Regions from separate parts of the Zea mays genome. Here region 2 is linked to region 1. A link is a contact called in public Hi-C data. All regions are on one chromosome and are shown on one strand. Each heading gives the region's core, a stretch centred on a gene start, on an enhancer-like site or on the middle of the called end of the contact. The rest is flanking DNA. Distances are from core to core; before and after follow the strand shown. Region 1 holds the start of LOC100284530 (ZFP16-2). Region 2 holds the start of LOC103644256 (protein phosphatase 2C 35).

Region 1 (3,835 bases), core at 1,212-3,711:
ATATATACATTTCTAATATTAGGGTTCGAACGGAGCCAAACTTAATTACTCCTCCGTCTCAAAATGAATTTTATGTCTATATTGTATATTCAAATGGATGAAAATAAACCTAGACACATGTATAAAACCACGTACATCAAATATTGTATAAATCTATTAATTAACTAAAACGAATTTAACTTTAGGATTTTAGGATGCAGGGAGTACCTTTTTTACAATTTAAAAAGGTCGTATCTCCCCAAAAAAGTCAAATAACTTGAAATTTTGACCAAAACATATCTAAAAAAATACTAGTATATATTTACATTGCGTAAAGAAGTATATCACCAAATCAATTATAAAAATTATTATTGTAACAAGTATGCGTTGAAGATATAGACATTGACACTATCTTTTTTTATATACATATATAAATCTTATAGTCTAGTCAGATTTAAAGTTATTTGACTCACTGGTGGGAACGGAATTTATGGCTTCAGATATAAAAAATTCGCAATGAATCTAATCATGATTATTTGGTACGTAGATAATTTTGTATTTTTGTCCCCGGCCTCTTCATTCGACGTAGGAGGATCGAGACTCGAGAGTAGGTACGTTCATAATCTAGTTTAGGAACCTAGCTAGGTATAGCCGTATAGGATGTGGCACGCATACGGTCAACTGCTCAAGCGAGATTAGGAGATAGAGATACGGGCCTGGGGGAGTCATAGCCAGCACATAGCGTCATCCCTCATCCGTCAGACCATGATCATGCATGCATGAAACTAGCCGGCCCCTGGGCAGGATTGATTCACGGTGCACATGGAATATTGGTGCACATGTTGCACATATTAAATCATTACCACTCATTTTAGATCTAACGTCTCTAGTTGTTTGGTACATTTTACTAAGGACACCCTCCAACGTGGTGGTGTGTAGTGGTGGAAGGTGTTATTTGTAAATTGAATAATCAATTAGAGACGTTAGATCTAAAATGAGTGGTGATGATTTAATATGTGCACCATGTGCACCAGTTTCTATGTGCACCAGATATGTCCTCTTGATTCACGGGGCAGGGCTGCTACCAGCTGGGCCCGGACGGGCGCACGTACGTGCATCCCACGTTTGCCTTCCCCAGGCGCCGAGAAAAAGCCTCAAAAAATCCATATGATCATATCGATACAATAATTATCCCTCCCAAAACCACAGAACCGCCCGCCTGATGCTAAAAGTTGAAGGCTGGTGATCATCGGATGGGATGACGACAGGTACGCACGGTCCAAGAACCGGAAGAACAATCGATCGTTTCGACGATGGGCCTTCGATCGCGTTGGGGGTAAACAAAAAAGGAATCAGTTAAACGAACCAGACCGCTATTTTTTTTTAACTTGCTCATGAACATATGCGAACGAAATTAATTAACCATTGGGACATTTTAGAAAAAGCATGCATATCGCGGATATCGTTCAAATTGACGAATGATTCGTGCGCGATGATTTCGGACGAATGCGCTGCAGTAAGCCGAACAGACATGCATGGGAACCAAGGAATCATCGATCCTGTTATATGTTCCAGCAATATAGTATGAATGAAATCAGTTCTCTGACATTCGTATCGGAATCCAACCGGCCCCATGACCGAACCGCTAAACACAGCAGAAGCTAGTACTATACTAGCGTAATTACAAAAAAAAGGCAACGAACGAACCAATACGATTTACATGTCCTGGATTAAACTACCGACGCTACTAGATGTCTAGATGACGAGTTAGCCTCCCCCCAAATAACAAGGAGGGATTAGCCCGACCCTATGCCGGCCGGATCGATCTAAGCGAAGAGCTCGAGCAAGACGGGCGGGTCGGCGGCGCGCGACGCCTCGGTGCGCCAGAGGGTGACCCAGGCGTCGGCGGCGCCCATCTCCTCCTCGCGGTGCCTCCGCATGTGGCCGCCCAGCGCCTGGCCCATCTCGAAGCCGAGCCCGCAGACGTTGCACTCGTGCCGCTGCTTGCCTCCTTCGCAGCCGTTGGCGTTGGCGTTGGCGGCCTGCTGCTTGTGCTGCTTGAGCGCCCGGGCGCCGACGACGCCGAGGTCGAGGCCGTGGCGGCCCGCGCGCAGGTGGCTGGTGCGGTGGCCGCCCAGCGCCTGGAACGAGGGGAAGGCGCGGCTGCAGGTCCTGCAGACGAACTCGCCCTCCCCCGACGTGGCCACCACGGCGCCCCGCCGCCGCGCCCGCGCCCGCGCCCGCTTCGCCGGTGGCGTCCCCGCCGAGTCGGACGTCGTCGTGGACGAGTCCGTGCTCAGCGACAGCGCCAGCGACACATCCTGCTCCGTCGGCCTCGGGTGCTTCATGGTCTCTGACCTAATCTTTCTCTCTCTCTCTCTCTCTCTCTCTCTCTCTCTGCAGATACGTACAGCTCGGAAGGAAAAAGATGCGGTGATGTGTTTTGTGCTTGGGTTGTGTGGCTTGTGGGTTAGGTTGGGTTGGGTCTGGGTGAGGGCGCGCACCCTTTTATAGGTTGTGTCTCCGTCCAAGGCTCGGCAGTGCAGAGGGCCGAGGCGGTGTGGGGGCTTACGTGTGCGCCAAGTTGATAGGGGTCCGAGTCCGACCGACCGACGCGACGTGGGCGGACCAATCCGGGGAAGGCACCGCGCACCGCGAAGCGCGGCGCCGCGTCGCGACGTGGACGGATGGGCGTCCATCGCGCGCGGTTTTGCCTCGCGGATATATAGTTGGGCTGGGGCGGCCGGTGGCCTCCGCCGCCAGATCGCGACTGTTCCCCTTCCTTAGCCGCGGGGGCAACGCAACGCAACGTCGCCCGCGGGTTCGGACGGCGGCGAGGGGATGGGCGGCGGCGTGTGGAGATGCACTTGCCGCTGACTGCACCTTCGGCTCGGCAGTGCGGGAAGGATCTGGAACCTTCGGTCGCTCAGCTCTCTCAGATTGGTGAGATTTGAATAATGACGCGCTCTCACGGTCAACTAGTCCTGTTCCAAGTTGGTTCGTTTGTTCCGGTTCCAGAAGACGCTTTCCCTTTCTGGTAGTGTGTACGGTATACTACTAAGCGCAGGCAAACTGGGGCATCTCATCGATCCATCCCGCACCACAAGACATCAGCTGTGATATCCACCGTGGCTGCCAAATTGACCAGTTTGAGGGACTAAAAATTAGTCCCTTCATTTTTAGTCTCATTTAGTTCATAAATTGCCAAACAGTGAGACTAAAATAGAGACTGATTTATTTTAGTCTCTAGTCCCACAAAGCACAAAGGTTGACTAAAAAAGACTAAATCATACAAATTTCACTTTTTACTCTTCCTTTATTTTAGTTGCACTAATGGCGGGAGAATACTAAGGAGTATTTCGGTCTTCTTATGACTCATTTAATATGTTTAGAATATTTTTAGTCCCTACAACCAAACAGGATAGAGACTAAATTTTAGTCTCCAAACAAAACTTTAGTTCCTGTACTAAATAAACCAAACGGACCCTAAGCCGATCGGGAGACATATATTTACGTATCTGTGAGTAATAATGAAAACATTGTTTTAATTATTGTAACGATACAATATTTTTGATCGGTTCTAAACATACTAGCATGTTTAGACATACCGTTCTAAAAGCAACTCCAAGTGTCTCTCAATATTCTTCTTAATTTATATAAATAGAGATTTTTGTTTTCCTAAAAAAATACCATCCAATATTTTATATTTCGGATTTCTCGCTAGCCAAAAAAACATGAATGACTCTCTAGAGTGCAAACAAGATATAGAAAAGAATGTTGAGACTGAAAAGATATAGAAAGTGATTTTTATGCAAATGAGTCTTTTAGTGATAATTTAGAGAGGGTGCTTTAAATT
Region 2 (3,737 bases), core at 185-2,684, 300 kb before region 1:
GGCGACCAACTCAAACGCTCCAGCCCTCCACTAGTTCGCAGCCTTTCCAGCGTCGGACAGCGGGAGAAAAAAAAAATAAAAAATCCACCCGCCCGCGCTGACCTGTGTGCGTGGTTGTTAGGTTATGGATCATCCTCCGATTGGTTGGCTGTGTGCACCGAACCGGAGCGCCCCAGTGGAAGTGGCGTGGCCGGTTCGCCCACCTGCCGCTGCCACCGCGGAAGCGGACGCCTGTTCCGTGCGGTCTCGACGCTGCATCGGCTTGGGTCAGTCACGCGGCATGGCAACCGCGTCGTCGTCGCGAGCGAGCTAGGATCCACGGCTCGGCTGCCGAATTCCAGACGGCCCGGCCGTTCGTATCGGCAAGCCGCCGATGTCCAAGGTAGGGATGAAAACGGGACGGGAAATTCTCGTACCGTCCCGTTTCGAATACTGTTTTTTCCCGATCGTTTTTGAATTGTTCAGGAACCGATAAAAACGGTACGAAAATGATTTAGTTAGTTTTTCGTCGTTTCCGAGTCGTGCTAATACTGTTTTTCTACCGTTTTATATAATATGAGATATGTTTAGCATATAATTTATTTAAGTTATAGAATTTTGTTGTGTTCAAGTGAATAAATACGCGAAAAGTAAATGTTATAATTACTCTACTAATATGAATGATGAAAAAGAGTTATTTATATATTTCTAAATTTTAAAAATTAGGCAATACATCACTTTATTATGTTTTTTGATAAAACTACAAAATAGTTATCTTTCCGACTATAGTTTATGGTTTTCGATCGTTTTTGAATAACCGACACTTTCGATCCCGTATTTCGACCGTTGGTTTTCGTTTTCGTTTTCGTTCCGACCAAAAAAATATGAAAACAAAAAACAATTTAGCTGTTTTTTCGATCGTTTTCCACCGTTTTCATCCCTAGTCCCGAGGCCCGGGGGCGCTGCGCTGAGGATTGGATCTTTTGGACTTTCTCTTCAAGTCTGCGCTCGCGTCCGTCTCTTGTGCCGCTGGCGGCTGGCCCGCTGTGCCAGGTATGACTTTCTGGAAGGCACGTGCTCGTCATTTTCGTATCGCCCACCATATTGTCTCCTCTCTCTCGTGGTCCGTGACCGTGGCACCAGTTCAGTATCACCCGTGTATACAGAACAGAAGCAAAGGTCCAGGCAGCAACGAGGCATGGTGCGGCTCACCTCAGCCTCACAAGCGGCCACACGGACGCGGACGCAGAAGGTTGCATCAGGTTTCCGCACCGAGGCGCGGGCGGGCCCCGCCACCACGACGACGCAGGAAGCGGACCGGGGCGAGGGGAAGGGCTCCCGCGGCCGCGGCCCCGCAGCCGCAGCTGCCTCGCGGGCTCGCACACCCACGCGAGTCAACGCCTAGAGGTGGAAAACCAGCTTTTTATTTATTCAGGCATTTCAACCCCACCCACCCACTCTCCTCCCCCCTTCTCCTCCTCTCCCACAAGTCAACTCTGCTCACGCCCTCACCTCCATTTCCATTATAACCAAACCACCCAACCCTCCCCGCGTCCACAACCCTCCGCTCCGCTCCGCTCCCGTCCCGCCATGGGCAACTCCCTCGCCTGCTTCTGCTGCGCGGGCGGCGCCGCGGGGCACGTGGCGCCCGCCGCGCTCCCCTCGGACCCCGCCTACGACGAGGGCCTCGGCCACTCCTTCTGCTACGTCCGGCCGGATAAGGTGCCCGTGCCCTTCTCCGCGGACGACGACCTGGTCGCCGACGCCAAGGCGGCCGAGGACGCCACCACGTTCCGGGCCATCTCGGGGGCCGCGCTCAGCGCCAACGTCTCCACGCCGCTCTCCACGTCCCTCCTCCTGCTGCTGCCGGACGAGTCGGCGGCCTCCTCCTCCGGCTTCGAGAGCTCCGAGTCGTTCGCCGCCGTGCCGCTGCAGCCGGTCCCGAGGTTCCCGTCGGGGCCCATCTGCGCGCCCGCCGGGGCCGGGGCCGGGTTCCTCTCCGGGCCCATAGAGAGGGGGTTCCTCTCGGGCCCCCTCGACGCCGCGCTCATGTCGTCCGGCCCGCTCCCTGGCGCCGCCACGTCCGGCCGCATGGGAGGCGCCGTGCCCTCGCTCCGCCGGAGCCTGTCGCACGGCGGCCGCCGCCTGCGGGATCTCACCCGCGCGATCCTCGCGCGGACGGAGAAGCTTCAGGGTTCGATGGATCTCGGCCTCGGCCTCGGCCTCGGCTCGCCCGATGGCGCCGGGCTGCAGCTGCAGTGGGCGCAGGGGAAGGCCGGCGAGGACCGCGTCCACGTCGTGGTGTCGGAGGAGCGGGGCTGGGTGTTCGTCGGCATCTACGACGGCTTCAACGGCCCCGACGCCACGGACTTCCTCGTCTCCCATCTCTACGCCGCCGTGCACCGCGAGCTCCGCGGCCTGCTCTGGGACCAGCGCGACGCGCACCCCGACCAGCCGACCACGACCAGCACCACGGCCTCAGATCACCAGGACCGCCGCCGCCGCCGCGCCCGCCGCTCGAGACCGCCGCGCGGCGCCGACGATGACCAGCGGCGGTGGAAGTGCGAGTGGGAGCGCGACTGCTCCAGCGCCCTGAAGCCGCCGACCCAGCGCCCTCCTCGGGGCAGCAGCCAGAACGACCACCTCGCCGTGCTTAAGGCGCTTGCGCGCGCGCTTCGCAAGACCGAGGAGGCCTACCTGGACGTGGCCGATAAGATGGTCGGCGAGTTCCCGGAGCTTGCGCTTATGGGCTCTTGCGTTCTAGCCATGCTTATGAAAGGGGAGGACATGTACCTCATGAATGTAGGTGACAGCCGGGCTGTCCTGGGAACAATGGACAGTGTAGACGTCGAGCAGGTCACCAGTGATGGATTGGTTGGGGATGGCACGCCGCTCTTGTCAGCTGTGCAGCTTACATCAGAACACAGCACGTCGGTGCGGCAGGTAACTGGATCGATTCACAGTTGGATTGAAGATTGTCCTTTTTGATGATCTGATCTGATCTCACAGTAACTCATACGTTTACAGGAAGTCTGCAGAATACGGAACGAGCACCCTGATGACCCGTCCGCGATCTCCAAGGACCGTGTGAAGGGCTCGCTCAAGGTGACGAGAGCGTTTGGAGCTGGTTTCCTGAAACAGGTCAGTTCCTATCTGATGAATTGCATCAGTTCTGCTTATGCACATGATGAACTTGCTTTAGATGACCATGATCATGCCATGCCACTGGCTTAATTCTGTTGTGTCCTAAGAAAGAAGATCCGAAATTGGAAGGTTAAATTCCTAGGGCCAGACAAAGAGTCCAATCTCATTCATCATATCAACAGGTGCAAAACATGACACCCTTGCTGCTTGTGGTTCGTTGGTCAACAAGTAGTTACTCAGATCTTGATCAATCGAGGTCAAAAAAAGGAAAGCAGGAACCGGTCCAAAGTTTGAGAGAGAAAAAAAATACTACATCGTTGTCAGTTCTAATTTCTCTGGAGTGGAAATCATGTCCACTTCTTACACGGAAACGGACTGCCTTGACCTTGACTTAAAAGCTCATGGCCACATTTTCAACGAACAACGAATAGATTACTCGGGTCTCACAGCCACCATGTGTATGGCCCTGTTTGGCACAGCTGGTGCTTGTTGAAAAAGCAGCTTATTTGAGAAGCTGGTGAAAAGCAACTTCTACTTGTTGGCTACTTTTAGTGTATTCTGAGAAGCAGCCGAACTGATAAGCTGCCTGTTTGGCAGAACCTCTGCTTAAATTT

What was found. A called contact is a pair of places that touch in the nucleus more often than the background predicts.
Region 2: a contact with region 1 is called in a Hi-C map of endosperm, with 4 times the contacts expected there. The contact joins the promoter of LOC103644256 here to the promoter of LOC100284530 in region 1. A contact is called at or near these places in 5 of 25 Hi-C or Micro-C datasets (bundle sheath, ear, endosperm and 2 more) and 1 of 3 datasets of contacts at active chromatin or transcription factors (seedling).

The regions. Positions count from the first base shown.
Region 1 is chr1:300,184,935-300,188,769 of Zm-B73-REFERENCE-NAM-5.0, reverse strand. LOC100284530 (ZFP16-2) reads right to left here and starts at 2,461. Exons shown (of 1, transcript NM_001157425.2): 1 at 1,518-2,461. The coding sequence starts at 2,327. The coding sequence ends at 1,806.
Region 2 is chr1:300,485,940-300,489,676 of Zm-B73-REFERENCE-NAM-5.0, reverse strand. LOC103644256 (protein phosphatase 2C 35) reads left to right here and starts at 1,434. Exons shown (of 4, transcript XM_008667462.4): 1 at 1,434-2,922; 2 at 3,007-3,120. The coding sequence starts at 1,570.